Linked DNA regions of Capra hircus: region 2 is linked to region 1. Evidence: chromatin contacts called from public Hi-C data. All regions are on one chromosome and are shown on one strand. The core of a region is the stretch at or near the end of the contact, and the rest is flanking DNA. Distances in the headings are between cores, read along the strand shown. Region 1 has its middle 29 kb from the start of FOXJ2. Region 2 holds the start of SLC2A3 (solute carrier family 2 (facilitated glucose transporter), member 3).

The links. A called contact is a pair of places that touch in the nucleus more often than the background predicts.
Region 2: a contact with region 1 is called in a Hi-C map of blood, with 6 times the contacts expected there. The contact joins the promoter of SLC2A3 here to the enhancer-like site in region 1. A contact is called at or near these places in 2 of 5 Hi-C or Micro-C datasets (both in blood).

Annotation. Positions count from the first base shown.
Region 1 is chr5:99,776,957-99,781,672 of ARS1.2, reverse strand. No RefSeq gene overlaps it. Among named protein-coding and RNA genes, the nearest start is that of FOXJ2, 29 kb to the right of the region's middle. Within about 2 kb of position 1,887, at least 5 of the 5 cell types and tissues checked have an H3K27ac peak or open chromatin away from gene starts, as enhancers often do.
Region 2 is chr5:99,836,352-99,841,067 of ARS1.2, reverse strand. It overlaps SLC2A3 (solute carrier family 2 (facilitated glucose transporter), member 3), which reads right to left and starts at 2,097. Exons shown (of 10, transcript NM_001285741.1): 1 at 2,083-2,097; 2 at 78-170. The coding sequence starts at 2,097.

The DNA.
Region 1 (4,716 bases), core at 638-3,137:
CAGCTTTCATGAGTTTTCTAAAATTGTTTTTCTTAAGAATATGCCTGGTTGACCTTTTTTTCTTTCTCATCTTCCTTTCCACTGCTTTCTCCTACTTTGTAAAAAAAAAAAAAAAAAAAAAAGGTTATCTCTAACCCATCTTAAGTTTTTACTACGGTGCAACAGGCACAATTTAAGAGTGCGTAGTTCCTGAGAGATAGAGCTCTGACAGTCAATATGGCATTAATGGGAATGATTAAAGGGGGAAGCGTCTTCCCAGTGATATTCAGAGGGTGACCATCCATGGATGGGTGACTTTAGCATCTCCTAGGGGCTTGTTAGGTGTGACAACTGACAGTTCCACTCCAGACTTGCTGGGTCAGACTCTCTGAAAGGTAGGGACCAAAAAACTCATAGTAACACCAAGCCTTCCAAGTGACTCCTAAACATGCTAGAGTTTTAGAAGCATCAACTGGTAAAATAAAAAAAAAAACCCTCAGCAAAGTTCCAGAACATCTGTCTGAGTTGAGAAGATGGTTGGTACAAGGACAGAAGTTAACATTTTTATTTGAAATAAAGTCAGAATTTTTCTGACACAAACCAAGTATGATTTGGCTTACTGGCTTGCCCAAGGACAATGGCTTTGTCATGCAGTTGATAATTCTACATATGGAATGAGTTATCTTTGTAATCAAAGGTTTAAAAAACTCTACAGGAACCCACATATATGGTTGTAATTTCTTATTTTAAAAAATCTTTATTTTTAAAGGATTATTTTTTACCTTTCTGATTTTTGTCTCTGCTGGGTCATTGCTGTGGGGGCTTTTCTCTAGTTGCAGCGAGTGGAGGCCACTCTCTAGTTGGTGCACAAGCTCTGCGGTTTGTTGGCTTCAGCAGTTGCACTTCTCTGGCTGTAGAGCACAAGCTCAGTAGTTGTGGCACATGGGGAACTTCAGCATTGGCAGGCTGATTCTTTACCACTGAGCCACCAGGGAAGCTCTTAAAGGTGGTGTTTTTTTGTTTTTGTTTTTTTGTTTTTTTTTTCCTCTTTGATGTGGACCCTTTTTAAAGTCTTTACTGAATGTGTTACAATATTGCTTCTATTTTATGTTTTGGCTTTTTGACCGCAAGGCATGTGGGATCTTCGTTCCCTAACCAGGGATCAAACCCACAGCCCCTGCATTGGAAGGTGAAGTCTTAACCACTGGACCGCCAGGGAAGCCCCATGTATGGTTGTAATTTAGGGGCAAGGGGAGCCTGAAATACAGCCGCAATTACAGGCTAGCTCTGCTCCTCAACCAGAGGGAGGGGCATGTTTTCTCTGCACAGAGGGAGGGTCCCTAGAAAACTGCCCATTCCGCTTCCCACCCCCCCGCCCCCCGCCCAGGCACCCCTTTTCTCAGTCTGCACAAAGGTACCAGAAAGGCTAACAATAGCCCTGAAACCCATCGAGACAGCAGAAACTAATCCCGGAAAGTAATTAAAACATTTTAGATATCAACTTAAAAATGAGTGTGTGTGTGTGTGTGTGTGTGTGTGTGTGTGTGTGTGTGTGTGTGTGTGGAAGGGGGGGGTAGATGGGGGGGCGGGGGACAGTTATTTTCTGAGTAAACAAGCCAAAACGCAGATTACTGTATCTGTCTCTCCTTCCATGTTGCTCGGGCACACACACCCCTGCCCAAGTCTCTGCCTTTCTCTGATTCTTATATCACATCAAAGCGTTCTCAAGTTTATTCTTTTCTTTTGCGGGCGCTGCCAATTCACTTCTAGGACCACACACTCGAGCCTGACTAAATACACCAACCCATCATTAGCTCATCTCGGCTGGATTCTCATTTCCACCTCCTGTAAACCCACAAGAGCAGGGAGGGTGCCCCAAAGGCACACACTGCCACCTAGCGGTCGACGGTTTACCAGGCGACTGGGGCGACACCGGGCGTTTGGCAGGGGCACCAGGGCGGAACCGCTAGCGTTGGCTCCCTCCGCTGGGGTCATGGCCTTATCTCTGTTCGGAAACATCTTTCCACGTCTATTTCTCTCAAAATTCATTCCATCTTTCAAAGTCCAGCGTAAACGTCATGATTTCTTTTTTTTGATCTTCCAAGGAAGAGGACCCCACTCCTCTACAAGTCTCAGCGTGGGTTCAGCTGTTTCACTGGAAGGCCTGGAGAGCCACATTGCCTAATCCCAACTCTTTCTCTTCCTCTAGTCCCTCAAAGACTCGGGGCCTCTGAAGTGTGTGCCATCAGGATATTGCAGTCTGTGATCCCCTGGGCCACTTCCCTTCATTCCCTGGAAATCTGAAAACCTGACTCATTCTCCTGGTTACACAACGCCTGCTGTCATCATTCCTAGTGGCTGCATCATCCCTGGAAACAATTCAGCCCTGTGTTGGCCTCAGTTCCTTATCCGCTCATTTCCAATCATCCTATTTTCCAGTCCACCTCGCACTCATTTTCATGGTGACACCCTAGCCTGAGTCATTAAAAATAAATGCTTTTCTTCCCAAACCTCTGTTTCTTGAATCTCACACTGATCATGGCCTCTCCAACAATTTTTTTTTTTTTTTAATGTGGACCATTTTTAAAGTCTTTCTTGAAATTGATAGTGCTTCTGTTCTCATTTTTTGGCCATGAGGCATGTGGGATCTTATTAGCTCCCTGATCAAACCCGCACCCCCTGCATTGAAAGGCAGTTTTAACCACTGGATGGTCAGGGAATTCTCCTTGAACCGTTTCTTAATAGGAGCAGGATCTCTCAGTTATTAACTCTATTAAATTTTCACTTCATCACCCTTCTATTTTTACTTTCCATATCCCCCAACTTAAATGGTTAGATTCATCACTATAAGCACTCCTTTGCAAAAACTTGCAACTCCTTAACACTTTTCTCCCTCCTGTTATATTCCTGGGTAAAACCCCAACCCTTGGTTAAATCCAACTCTAGTTACTCTGCTTGCTTGCATTCACTAACTAAATAAATATAACTGGAGAAAAACCTGCAACCATGCTTACTGGTATCACATTGAATTAGATGATAATCTCAAGTGAGCTCTCGAACTGCTCTGCAAAGCTTTATTTTCCCAAATTCACTCCCTATTGTGTAAGAAAACAATTTCACACCTTTTCCTCCCACCTCAAATTTCCAAGATCTCCTTGTCCTTTTTCACACTGAGTTGATAATCTCATTTCTTATTTCTTTGAAAAACAAAAGAAATTTCTCACCATTCTAATTCACTATCAAATATACCTGAATCAGTATCCACACTCTCAGCTTGCTTCTTGTTGAAATGGATGAACTGTCTCCTGCTCCCCAGCTCAGGAAGATCCCCTGGAGAAGGAAATGGCAACCCACTCCAGTATTCTTGCCTGGAGAATCCCATGGACAGAGGAGCCTGGTGGGCTACAGTCTGTGGAGTCGCACAGAGTGGGACACGACTGAGCGACTGGACAACCACCACCCACCGGCTAAGGCTGGTCCCTCCACCACAGAACTGACTCCTTTCCCTCTCACCTTACTCAAGAATTTCATCCTAAACACATTTCCCTTATATCATCACATTTCCCTTTCTACTAGATCAATACCATCAGATCCCTTAACAACACTCTCCTTTAGATAAAGACAGACTTCAAAAAAGTAGATGCTTCTGAGAAGGTGAGATGTTGGCAGACTCTTACAATACATATGAGATTCTATTTCTCAAGCAGGGTGGGTATCAAGGTGTCCATTTTAAAGATTCTTGCCTTTTTCATAAAGATGGTGCTGAAAGCGAGGGAAGTGGTGCTGAAAGACATCTACATCTGCCTCTGAAGGCAGCCCAACACCCCTGGAAGAGCACTCCCAGGAGGAGCGAGCTTGACCACTGTGCCACCATCAAGGCCTGCTGACCTGGGTGATCCATGAAGAAGACAGAAGACAACCATACACTTGTGTTCACTCTGGGGTCAAGGCCAACAAGCACCAGATCAAATAGGCATGTCATGGCCAAGGTCAACTTTGTGATCAGGTCTGATGGAGAGAAGTCCAACTGGCTCTTGACTGTGATGCTTTGGAGGGTGCTAACAAAGTTAGGAGAAGGAAATGGCAACCTACTCCAGTGTTCTTGCCTGGAGAATCCCAGGGACGGGGGAGCCTGGTGGGCTGCCATCTATGGGGTTGCACTGAAGCAACTTAGCAGCAGCAACAAAATTAGGATCATCTGAACCCAACTCCACCTGGTTAATTCTCAATATAAATTGACCGTATAAAATTCTTATCATACATTCCTTCATAGTAATGACAGAAATAATTATTTTCTGGACCTTAAGTTCCTTTTCAAGACAAGCGCCCTGCATCTGTGCTCCCTTTAAAGTAAATTCCACCGATTCCTTAAACCACTATTAAAAGTGACTTTTATGTAATATTATGTTAGTGATGACTTTAAAAATACTATTGTGAGTGAAGTGAAAGTGTTAGTTGCTTAGTTGTGTCCAACTCTTTGCGACTCCATGGACTGCAGCCCACCAGTTCCTCTGTCCATGGGATTCTCCAGGCAATACTGGAGTGGGTTGCCATGCCCTCCTCCAGGGGATCTTCCCCACCCAGGTTTCCTGCACTGCAGGCAGATTCTTTACCATCTGAGTCACCAGGGAAGCCCATTTGCGATTAGGTTTAATGTTTTTGTCCCTCCTGCTATTTGAACTACTCCTGTCAAGGTCATCAGCAGACTCTATCTTATCAAATTCAAGGCTCAATTCT
Region 2 (4,716 bases), core at 848-3,347, 59 kb before region 1:
ATGATAATTCTGGAAACCCTACCTAAAGGAATACTTTCCCCATTCCCAACTCAAAACTCTTGTTGCCTGGCACTCACCGCCTCAGGAGCATTGATGACTCCAGTGTTGTAGCCAAACTGGAAAGAGCCTATGGTAGCAACTGAGATGGCGAAGATCAGAGGTGTGGTGACCTGGGGGGAGGGTAGAGAAGAACATTCCTTAAAATTCTTGATCCATGACTGGCTCTTAGTAAGGAGAACACACCATGAGATTTTTGCACCTTGTTTTATGCCCCGGATATGTTCCAGTGCCTCCCAGTTTACAGTCTCTGGGAACTTGAATTTGTATTCTGCTGTTATCTGAAAATTGTATAAATCTTCATTAGGTTGAACTGGTTCATAGTGCTTTTCAGGTCTACCACATTCTTTTACTTTTCTGTATATTCATTCTATTAATTTTTGAGTTTGATATTGAAAATTCCAGCTAAAAATCTTGACATATCTACTGAAAAAAATTTTAATATATAGTGGAACTATATGTAACTTTGTTCTGTATTTTCCAAGTCTCCTGTAAATGTGTTATTATACTTTCATAATTTAAAAGAGAAATACCATGAAGATAAAATTTAAAAAAAGAAAATTAAAAAACAAGAGATTTATGTACTAGAACTCAGCTGGTTGGTAGTATGAAAACAACAACTTAACGTTTAGGTAGTGAATAAGGAACACAAAAGCACTGAAGAGCTTATCTGGTGATATAGATGATCATGAAGAGTAAACCTGGGGAAATTCTGGAAAGAAAATTTTGGAAGGGACAAGTTAGGAGAACTGGGTTAGTCCGTTTGTAAGTATTCAAACAGCAGCCCCAGGTAAATAAATCCCCAGGCAAGCACAGAATTGTGCTTAGGGATAGAAAAAACTGAGGGCAGGCAGCAAAGCCTTAGGATTGTCGAGAACAGATTATTCTGCGACCAGCTGGAGCCGGTGTAGGCTCACCCGTACCCCAAATTCCACAAAAGCACGAGTGGTACTGACGTGTCGTCATCACCAGGCTGCTCGCAACTCTGGGTCACAGAATCTGCAGGATCCGCCCGCCGTACCACCGTACCCTTCCTTGGTCCCATCTGAAATTCTTCCCGTTCCCTTAAAGAGGTACTGCTATCCCCCACCCACCCACCAGGGGGCGAGAACAAGCTGACTCCCAATCCAAAATGGAGACATTTTGTGAGGGGGCTGTGCTGAAATCAACCCAGTCATCACTCACCTTGTCGGGGTAATCCTAGTAGGTGTGATCTTAATTTCCACCCCAAGAGAGCTCAATTTTTATGCCTGAGAGCTCCCCGCCCCCGCCAACCCTGTCTCATCTTAAACTCCTTCCCTATCAAGTCAGGCAGTGGCAGGCCTCGAGTTAACAGTTCCCCAAATTGACCTTGCCTCCACCGGCATCTAAGTACCGCCGAGGCCAGCGGGGGCAGCGCTTTCTACTTCATTCACTCCTTTCAGTAGAAACCTCTTATTTTCTCTCATCATTTAACTCCTGAGGGCCTTCCTACTTTTTCATCCCCTCTCCCATCTTTTATTTTCAGATAAATTACCTTAGTGAAAATGCCCTTCTCCCAGCAAATACCGCATCCACAACACTCAATAATACATTAATATACTGTGCGGTTACAATCATGGAATTCTCTGTCCTTAGGTAATTCAGGGAATCCCACAAGTCATAGAACAGATGATGGCTGGACACCGACCCGGCACCCCCAAAACAAACCTCAGGTCTTTTCAAGGTCTAAAGCATCAACACCACCATACGCCCCCAATCCCCTGAACGCTCAACTTCACATCCTCAAAAGCATGTAATTGTATTAAAGAAAACACAAACACACACACCCATGTGTGTAATACAAACAACTTCTCCAGGTGACTTTTCCCACACCAAGAAGGTGAATGGAACTGGGATAAATCCTTTATAGGACATGACATCCGAAAAGAATTGTGGAAGTGCGGCACTGCAGGCTGGGAGAGCAATGGAAAAGGCTTCCAGCCAACGCCGGTATAGCTTGCAACCCAAGCCGGCAAAAATAACCGGTAACCGTATCGCTCTTACCTTCGTGGTCCCCATGGCCCTAATTTAATTCTTTTCAAATCTTCGATAAAGATCTAGGAGTGGGACTCCAGAGACCCCTCTTCCAGGCAGCAAAACCTCCAAAATGTCCTCTATCGGCGGCAAGTTTTCCTCCAGGTCCTCAGTAGCGGAGCCTATATCTCATGCGCCTATATAAGCTTCGGAGAGGGCGGAGCCCGGGAGACAAGCCCCCAGCCCCACCCTACCCGCCTCCAATCTTTGGAGCTCCTCGTAAGTGTAGACCTCAAACACTGCCCCCTCCCTAGGCAACACCCCCCAACCCACCCTTCAAGCCTGCTTTTGAAAACCACATCCTGCCCCCACCCTACTCAATTTTTTTTTTTAAAGCTTCTCCTCCTTCCCCGTTTTAAGAGCACGTTTCACAGACAAAATGCTACCAGAAAAAGCCTGGAGGGAGGGCAGATACACTTTATTTTTTGCTCTCGCAAGGGCTCAGAATTGAATCAATCCGTAAAAAGGTGAGAATAAAGGCTATCCATATTCGGCAAAGGTCGCTGGATGTGAACAGAAAACATTCATAATCCTATGACTTTATCAGCTGCTCTTTGATTGCAGGCTGTGTCTACAATCTTGGAGGGGAGGGAAGGACAGTCTGGAGAAGGAAAGCCAAAGAAGGAAGAATTGGATGAGCTTTTGGCTCCACTTGTCCTCTGACTTAGCATAGTCTCTCCTGGTTTCGAAAACCTGAATATCCAGGAGCCAAACCAACTCTTCCTGGGTTCCAGGAAGCAGAGAATCAGCTGGCCTGGGACACAATCTACACTCCTGAAAATGTTGTTCACCAGCTTCCCACCCAGCTGAATCCCACCCACTCTGCAGTGTTTTGCCCCTAGTCCCATGTTGACAGCATCTAGAGAGAGAACAACTGTAAGGATCCATTAAACAGGTATTTTATTTGCAGAGCACAAACTGTGTATCAGAAAGAAGTTGGGGATTCATCAGTAGAGAAGATCAAAAAGTCCAGGCCCTCAGGAATCGACGGTGCTCCCCTTCTTCCACTTAAAACATTCAAGAGGGACCAGGGCAACTGCTTCTTACACAGCTGGAGAGAACTGCCAACAGCCTATTCCTTCTAGGCTGTGAGAGAAAAGCGTGAGATACACATCTGATTTCCAAGCCATACAAGAGAAGTGAGCAAGATGAGGAGGAAAAAGATAGAAGGAAAATGAGAGCAGAGGAAGATGAAGGAAAATAAAAGGCCAGTGAAGTGACTCCCATGTGAGAGTAAAGGAAGGGGGACAGTTTAGTTGTAGTTAAAGAGTTGGGTGAGCAATTATATCAGGCCTTTATGGTGAGAAATTATCAATAGTCAAGTTCCCAATGCCTATTAATCTGTAGCCTAGCAACCCCAGCCGGGGGAAGAGGGGACGGGGTGGCAGAAACAGGTGAAGAGGTAGAATTTGGCTGGAGGAGTCACTGCTGATAGTGTATCTTCCTTTGGGGTTTTGGTTGGGCACCTGGAATCCAAACTGGCACTACTGGGCCTGAAACAAACCACCTCATGTGGTCTGTCCTTAAATGAGGATAAAAAAAAAAAACAACTGAAGTATAATTGACTGACATTTTTATATTAGTTTTAGGTGTACAACATACTGATTCGGTATTTTTTATTATTTTGGGGGGGGTAAAAGTTTTTTGTTTTTATTTTTTAAAACTTTTTCTTCTATATTGGAGTATAGCCGATTAACAATGTTGTGATAGTTTCAGGTGGACAGAGAAGAGAACTCAGTCACACCTGGTTTGATATTTATATACGTTACAAAATTATCACCACTAAATGAAGGTATTATTCAGTCTGGCTGTTAGTGGAGAAAACTGGCGATGAGTGAAACGTGACTTCCAAAAAAACCTTCCCATGAGTCCTGCCTCCCCTCCCCCGCGTCACCCCCCTGTATTCCAGGAAACCCTGAGCCAGGAGGCCCCTTTAGTTACCACAGCAACTGAGTTTAGCAGCCTAAGGACAAAGAATATCCTGTATGGCAGCGCTGCCAGCAGAAATTCAATCTAAGCCATTTATATAAGTTTTCTAAGTGACCACATGAAAATTTTTAAAAGAAAAACATTAGAAAGAAGAATTGATTTTCATAATTATTTTATTTGACCTGATAGCCAAAATAATACTATTTGAACAAATAATGTAAGTATATATATTAATATATATTAAGATAGTTTACTTTTTTTCCCTAGTAAGTCTTTGAAATCCAGTGTATACATTTCGTTTACGACACATCTCCATCATAGACTCTGTTTTCTACAGCTACAGTAATAAGTCGTTCTAATCAAAACAACAAAGCTGTGTTTGATGGGAAAATATTTTCAGCTGCTTCAATTTTAAATGTACTAAAATGAGCAGTTCAGATGCTCGGTCCCTCCTCAGTCCTGCCAGTCTTGTACGTGCTCATCGGCACCAGGAGGCTGGAGGCTGGACCCTGAAGGTTCACACAGAGATGCGTGTCTTTTTCTTCATTCTTTTTTAATCTTTGATTTTTATTTATTATTTGTGTCAGAATATCATTCTTTTTTTTTTGTCCGCACAGCTTGTGGGATCCTAGTTCCTTGTCCAGCGATTGAACCCTTACCTTCAGCAGTGAAAGC